Regions from separate parts of the Sus scrofa genome. Here region 2 is linked to region 1. A link is a contact called in public HiChIP or PLAC-seq data. All regions are on one chromosome and are shown on one strand. Each heading gives the region's core, a stretch centred on a gene start, on an enhancer-like site or on the middle of the called end of the contact. The rest is flanking DNA. Distances are from core to core; before and after follow the strand shown. Region 1 has its middle 21 kb from the start of ZNF395. Region 2 overlaps EXTL3 (exostosin-like 3).

Region 1 (2,769 bases), core at 43-2,542:
GTCTCCACAGGAATTAGAAAGAAAAAGAGGGACTGGGGGCCTAACCTTTGGACCATGCATGAACAGATTCACAATAGAAGGAGAAACCAAGCCAGCAAAGGACCTGGCTTTGCAGGTTCTTTAAAGGAATGCATCAGAGGGCAAGGGAAATCCAGTGGCACAGCGTTACAGAAGCCAAAGGAAAAGGGGGTTTTATAAGCAAAAGAGTCGGCCATGTCAAGTACTGCAAAGAAAGTAGAGATGGCTGACCAAGGAAAGTTCCCTACTTCTGATAACCAGCCAAAGAAGAGAGTATCCGTTTGTTCTTGTAGACATTCTACAAATATTGATGGGCCCGGCTGGGCGGGGGTGAGAATGGGGAGGTTAGGGCTTAGGCTTGTGGATACAAAGAGTACTGGCAGGGCCGGCTTCCTGGGTGCATACCTGTGTAGGCACACAGGGTCCTGCATGTAGAAGAGTCACAGGCTTGATTTAATGCTCTTGAAATGCTTAACTTCTGAGAAGGAGGTCCTGCCTTTTCATTTTGCCCTTGACCCTACAAATTATGTAGCTGGAGTGGCAGAGCAAGTGTAAACTATTCTTTTCTTTGGGAATATTTGTCAGTGACAGTGAAAGAGCAGTATCTTGTCCCCGGGGGCAAAGCACAGGTGAAAACTTCCCTTAGCCTTGTGCTTGTGTGTTGGCAGAGGGTAGTGGGCCTTGGGAGGATGTTACCGAAGCTGCAGAACGAGGGTGGTTGTACAGAAGAGGTGAAAGGTTCAAAGCCTTGGGGGCAGCAGACAGCCTTGAACAAGCCGTCGGACAGTAGGAAAGTCGAGGTAGAAAGACAGACGCCGAGGCCAAGGAGGTTTGGGAACAGGTTGAGGACACACTAAATGCGGACTTAAAACCTTATCTGGTGCCTAGGACTGAGCGGGCCTTAACGATCGGGCTGGTAGAAAACCCGCAGGACCAGACTCTCGGGCGCACACGGGGAGAGGCCGTCCACCCGGCGCAGAAGGGCGCACACAGCTCGGAGATGCGATTCCCCACCGCGCGCCGAGCACAACTCGGGGACAAAGGGGCGGCGCGGGCCGCGGGGAAGGCCGAGCGTCGGGGCTGCGGGGCCGCCCGGCCTCCCAGTCCCTACTGGCGTTCCCTCCGCTCTCCCCACCCGCCGGCGGCGCTCCTGGGGTGGTGCACCGAGGCCTCCGTGGGCCCGGGCACGTCCGCGCCACCGCCCTCCCGGCCCGCGCTCCCGGAGGCTGAGCTGGCGGGGAGGGGCCTTGTGCTGCCTCCGGGCCCCGGGCGCTTCCGCCGGCCGTAGCCGGCTCTTGGGCGCTGAGCCCGCGGAGAGGCGGAGCGGAGACGCCCGCAGGCGGGCAGGAGGCCCAGGGCCTTGGCAGCCGTCCCAACGCGCGTCCACGGCGCGTCCCGGGCGCAGCACCTCCGAGCGCGTACGAGTGGGGACGCACGAGGCAGGACGGCCCCGGCGGCGCCCGCGGTGGGGAAAGAACGCGCGGAAGCCCGCCCTCCCTGACACCGCCCTGCCAGCTTCGCCTTGGCCTTTCTCGAATCTTCCTTCCAGCCTCCCCAGCTGGTCTAGGGGCTTGAAAAGCCTTGCGGAGGCTTCAACACTTTTAAGAAGGGGAAATTAACCAGATTCAAAGAGTTGGGAAGGAAACTGAGGAGATTTGAGGTCAGTTTCAACCTCCGCCTGCCACCATATAATCAGAGTAATATGTGTTTACTGTATAAACTGTGGCAAGTATAGCAAAGTGTAACTGATTAGACAAAAAAAAAAAAAAAAAAAAAGAGCGAGAAAGAAAACCCCAGACACACCATAACCACTAGTCACAAGCAAACATGTGACTTACTGTGATGTTTCCTCACCTGTGGCCATGTATATTTTTCTTTACATAATTGATAATTCAGTGCAAGTTACTTAGCATCTGGTTTTTTGTGCTTAGTAGCTTAACACACAGGTCCCTCATTTCTTTGAACACATCATTTTTTTATGGTTCTAACATTGTATAGCTGGAGCAAAATGTAACCATTTTGATTGTTTAAAGATCCAAAGGATAAAAATATTTTAAAAGTTCTTGATTCTGAATATTAAATTGTTCCCCACAAGGATGATACTAAATTTCTATTTCCAGATACATTGAATGGCCAGTCTTACTACACCTGTGAATATTGATCAGAGAAGGACCACCCCGGGTCTTAGATAGGTAACCCATTCTTCCTTCCAGGCACCGAACCTCTACTCTACCTGCCTCCTTTCATTAAGCATGTAAAAAAAAAATTCAGAGCCTTCTGGACTCAGACATTCAGACAATTGGGGACCTTAGCCAGATCTTGTTTTTCAGTTTCTTTCTTTCTTTTTTTTTTCCTTTCTTTTTTATTGGGGGAGCTGTACCCGACATTCAGAAATTCTGGGGTCAAGGACTGAACTCAAGCCATATCAGTGACTCAGGTCACAGCAGTGAAGTCGTGGGATCCTTAACACACTGCACCACTAAGGGGACTTCCTCCCCATTATTTTCTATTCCACTAAAGTGTATCTTAAACATAGAAGAGGAATCAACCAGAAATATCTCTTCCAGAACCCTGCCCTCCTGCCTCCAGGTGAGGTTCCTTCAGTGAGTTTGCTCTGGGTCTCCACCTGCTAATAGATGCAGTGGATCCCATGGGATCAGGCCAATAAGAAGCCAAAGCTCAGGTGTTAAATAATTATTACTATTAAGAATTCCTTGTTTCCCTGGGGAAAGCACCTAAGTACCAGTAGAG
Region 2 (2,700 bases), core at 43-2,542, 340 kb before region 1:
AAATTTCTTCAGATTTACCTTCAAGATCATTAATTTTTTTCTTTAGCTATATCTTATCTTTTTATCCCATTCACAGAGATTTTCATTTTAATAACTATAATTTTCATTTCCAATTGTTCTATTTAGGTCTTTCAAATTTACTTGTTCTTTTTTCTTTATGAATATGACTATCTTTTCCTGAATAATTTTAAAGTTATTTTTATTATTATAAATTAAGAAAAAAAAATTGAATGGCCCATCATGTTCACTGTGGCTAAAAAGCAATCATCACATACAGCCAATATCGGCCATCAAAAGTCAAGTCTTTGGAGGAGTTCCCATCGTGGCACAGCAGAAACAAATCCAACTAGTACCCATGAGGATGGGAGTTCGATCCCCAGCCTCATTCAGTGGGTTAAGGATCCAGCATTGCCGTGAACTGTGGTACAGGCCGCAGGCAGAAGTCAGATGTAGCATTGCTATGACTGTGGTGTAGGCCAGCAGCTACAGCTCTGATTCGACCCCTAGACTGGGAACCTCCATTTGCCGAGGGTGCGGCCCTAAAAAGACAAAAAAAGAAAAAAGAAAAGAAAAAAAAAAAAAAAAGAAGAAGAAGCCAGATTTCTGGAGCTGAAATTGAGGAAGGATCATAATCACAGGCCAGGGCTCCCAGGGACAGTCACCTCAGAGCCAAAACGCTGAGGAAGTCATAACCCTCACAGAACCACCAGTCCCCTTCTTTGCCTCCTGCTCACCAGCAGCTCTGTAGAGCCCTTTTGGTTTACAGTCAACAACCAGTGACTTACTACTCTTCCCACAGCTTTCACAGAAGCAGGAGACGGATGTCAACAATTTAATTAAACAGCATCTACATCAAGTATTCTCCCTGTACCTAAAAATCTTCCTCATCTCGGATGCCAGCACTCAACCTCCGGGGGAAACACCCCCTAACCTGCAAATGACTCCACTGTGGCACAAAGAAGTTATTTTATACTGTTGTTTTCACTGAAGCAGTAGTTTCCAAATAAGTATTTTTAATTATGTAACTCATCAGTAAAAAACTTTGAGACTGCAAACCCCAGTGTATGTAGTTAAATATATGTTTATACTTTACATAATAAAACATACAAAAATTAAGAAGAATAAAGTAACAACTATACTATAAACTGAAGTGTGAACATTTACTTAAGCAGTATCATGAGTATTTCACATGGGAACATTCCGGGTAACTCAGTTGGACTAAGAGAGGTTATGCTCAGTAATGCTAAGGAAAATCCCTAATAGATATTGAGAACTTACGCAACATTAGTATTAAGGCACTTACTTATGAATCCTCTCTCTGCTTCCTTATGCCCTAAGCTATCTATCTTCTCAATGTTTTCTTGGTGACTTTTGCGGGGGCGGGGGGGGGGGTGCTGACCACAGCATATGGAGTTCCCAGGCCAGGGATCAGAGCCAAGCCACAGTTGTGACCTAAGCCGCAGCTGTGGCAATGCTGGAGCCTTAACCCACTGTGCCAGGCCAGGAATCGAACCTGTGACCCAGCACTCTCAAGATGCTGATCCCATTGCGCCACAGTGGGAACTCCTCTTTGTAACTTTTTAATCCTTTATTCTGTATGAAACCTATTTACATTCTGTATTTTTCTCTTCCTCAAGAAGATAACAGTACATTATTCAAACAATAATATGAAATTAACTCCCTGTTGTTTATTTAGTCAATACTGTTAGGATATTAACACTATTAAAATACTGCTATCATATAAAACAGTCATACCTTCCTAATTATAACAAGGGAAGGGACAGTGAAAAGTTGAAGTATTTAAAGCAAAAAATAATTACTATTTTATTACATAAAATAGTATGTATCTGATAATACTAAAAGTAGGTAAATTAATGAAAATAATTAGTTCAAACTGGTTCTATAATATGAAGTAAACAAATGGACTCAATTTGAAGGAATTAACTCAGAATTTGAAAATAGGCTCAATTTATTGAGCTTTTGATTTTAAAAAGTCATCCTGATTTTGATTTGAACTCTCCTTATATTTCCAAAAGATCAAGAAAATTCACAGAGGATACTTATTCAAGTTTTCACTTGGGAAATTTGTACGATGTATATACCATGTACACATTATTTCCATCTTACTCTCTACACTGAAGAGACATTTAACTAATGAAACACTGGCCTAATAATAACAAACACACTTCAATGATGATGAAAAATTCATCATGTCTGTGAGTACTTCAGGTGACTGATGGTATTATTAGGTACCTAATTACTCAGATACTTTAAGTTTTCATGGATAATGTCTTCTGATCTACTAGGGAGGTATAAACAGAAAGTATGTATCTTGGCTGAAGTCCAGTCCGTGACTACACAAGAAAGGATATATAAAAAATAGAAAATTGTACCCATCATTAATTTCTAAGACTCTTGCCTCCCTACCTTAAAGTTTCCAAAGAAGTGTACTTTTCATTGTTTAGTATCAGATCTACCACTGTATCTGGAAAGCATGCTTTTTTATATAAAAATATCATTATCATTCACAGTTAAACCCACACAATTTGGTGTATTATTTTGCTAATTATTCTTTTGTGAGGCTTTAGCAGAAGGCTAAGAAATCAAAGAAACCATGGGGAAATCAGGAGTTAAGTTATAACCCTGAGCCACACTTGGGAAAAGGTTGGAATGGGAATAAAGAATGCATAAGGCTCCAAA

The links. HiChIP or PLAC-seq counts read pairs in DNA pulled down with a chosen protein or histone mark.
Region 2: an H3K27ac HiChIP or PLAC-seq map of alveolar macrophages shows a contact between it and region 1. The contact joins two enhancer-like sites. A contact is called at or near these places in 1 of 47 Hi-C or Micro-C datasets (embryonic fibroblasts) and 1 of 2 datasets of contacts at active chromatin or transcription factors (alveolar macrophages).

Annotation. Positions count from the first base shown.
Region 1 is chr14:12,203,709-12,206,477 of Sscrofa11.1, reverse strand. No RefSeq gene overlaps it. Among named protein-coding and RNA genes, the nearest start is that of ZNF395, 21 kb to the right of the region's middle. Within about 2 kb of position 1,292, at least 71 of the 83 cell types and tissues checked have an H3K27ac peak or open chromatin away from gene starts, as enhancers often do. A contact at or near this core is called in alveolar macrophages, where this site is marked.
Region 2 is chr14:12,548,198-12,550,897 of Sscrofa11.1, reverse strand. All of the region lies in intron 6 of EXTL3 (exostosin-like 3), which reads right to left. Among named protein-coding and RNA genes, the nearest start is that of EXTL3, 110 kb to the right of the region's middle. Within about 2 kb of position 1,292, at least 1 of the 83 cell types and tissues checked has an H3K27ac peak or open chromatin away from gene starts, as enhancers often do. A contact at or near this core is called in alveolar macrophages, where this site is marked.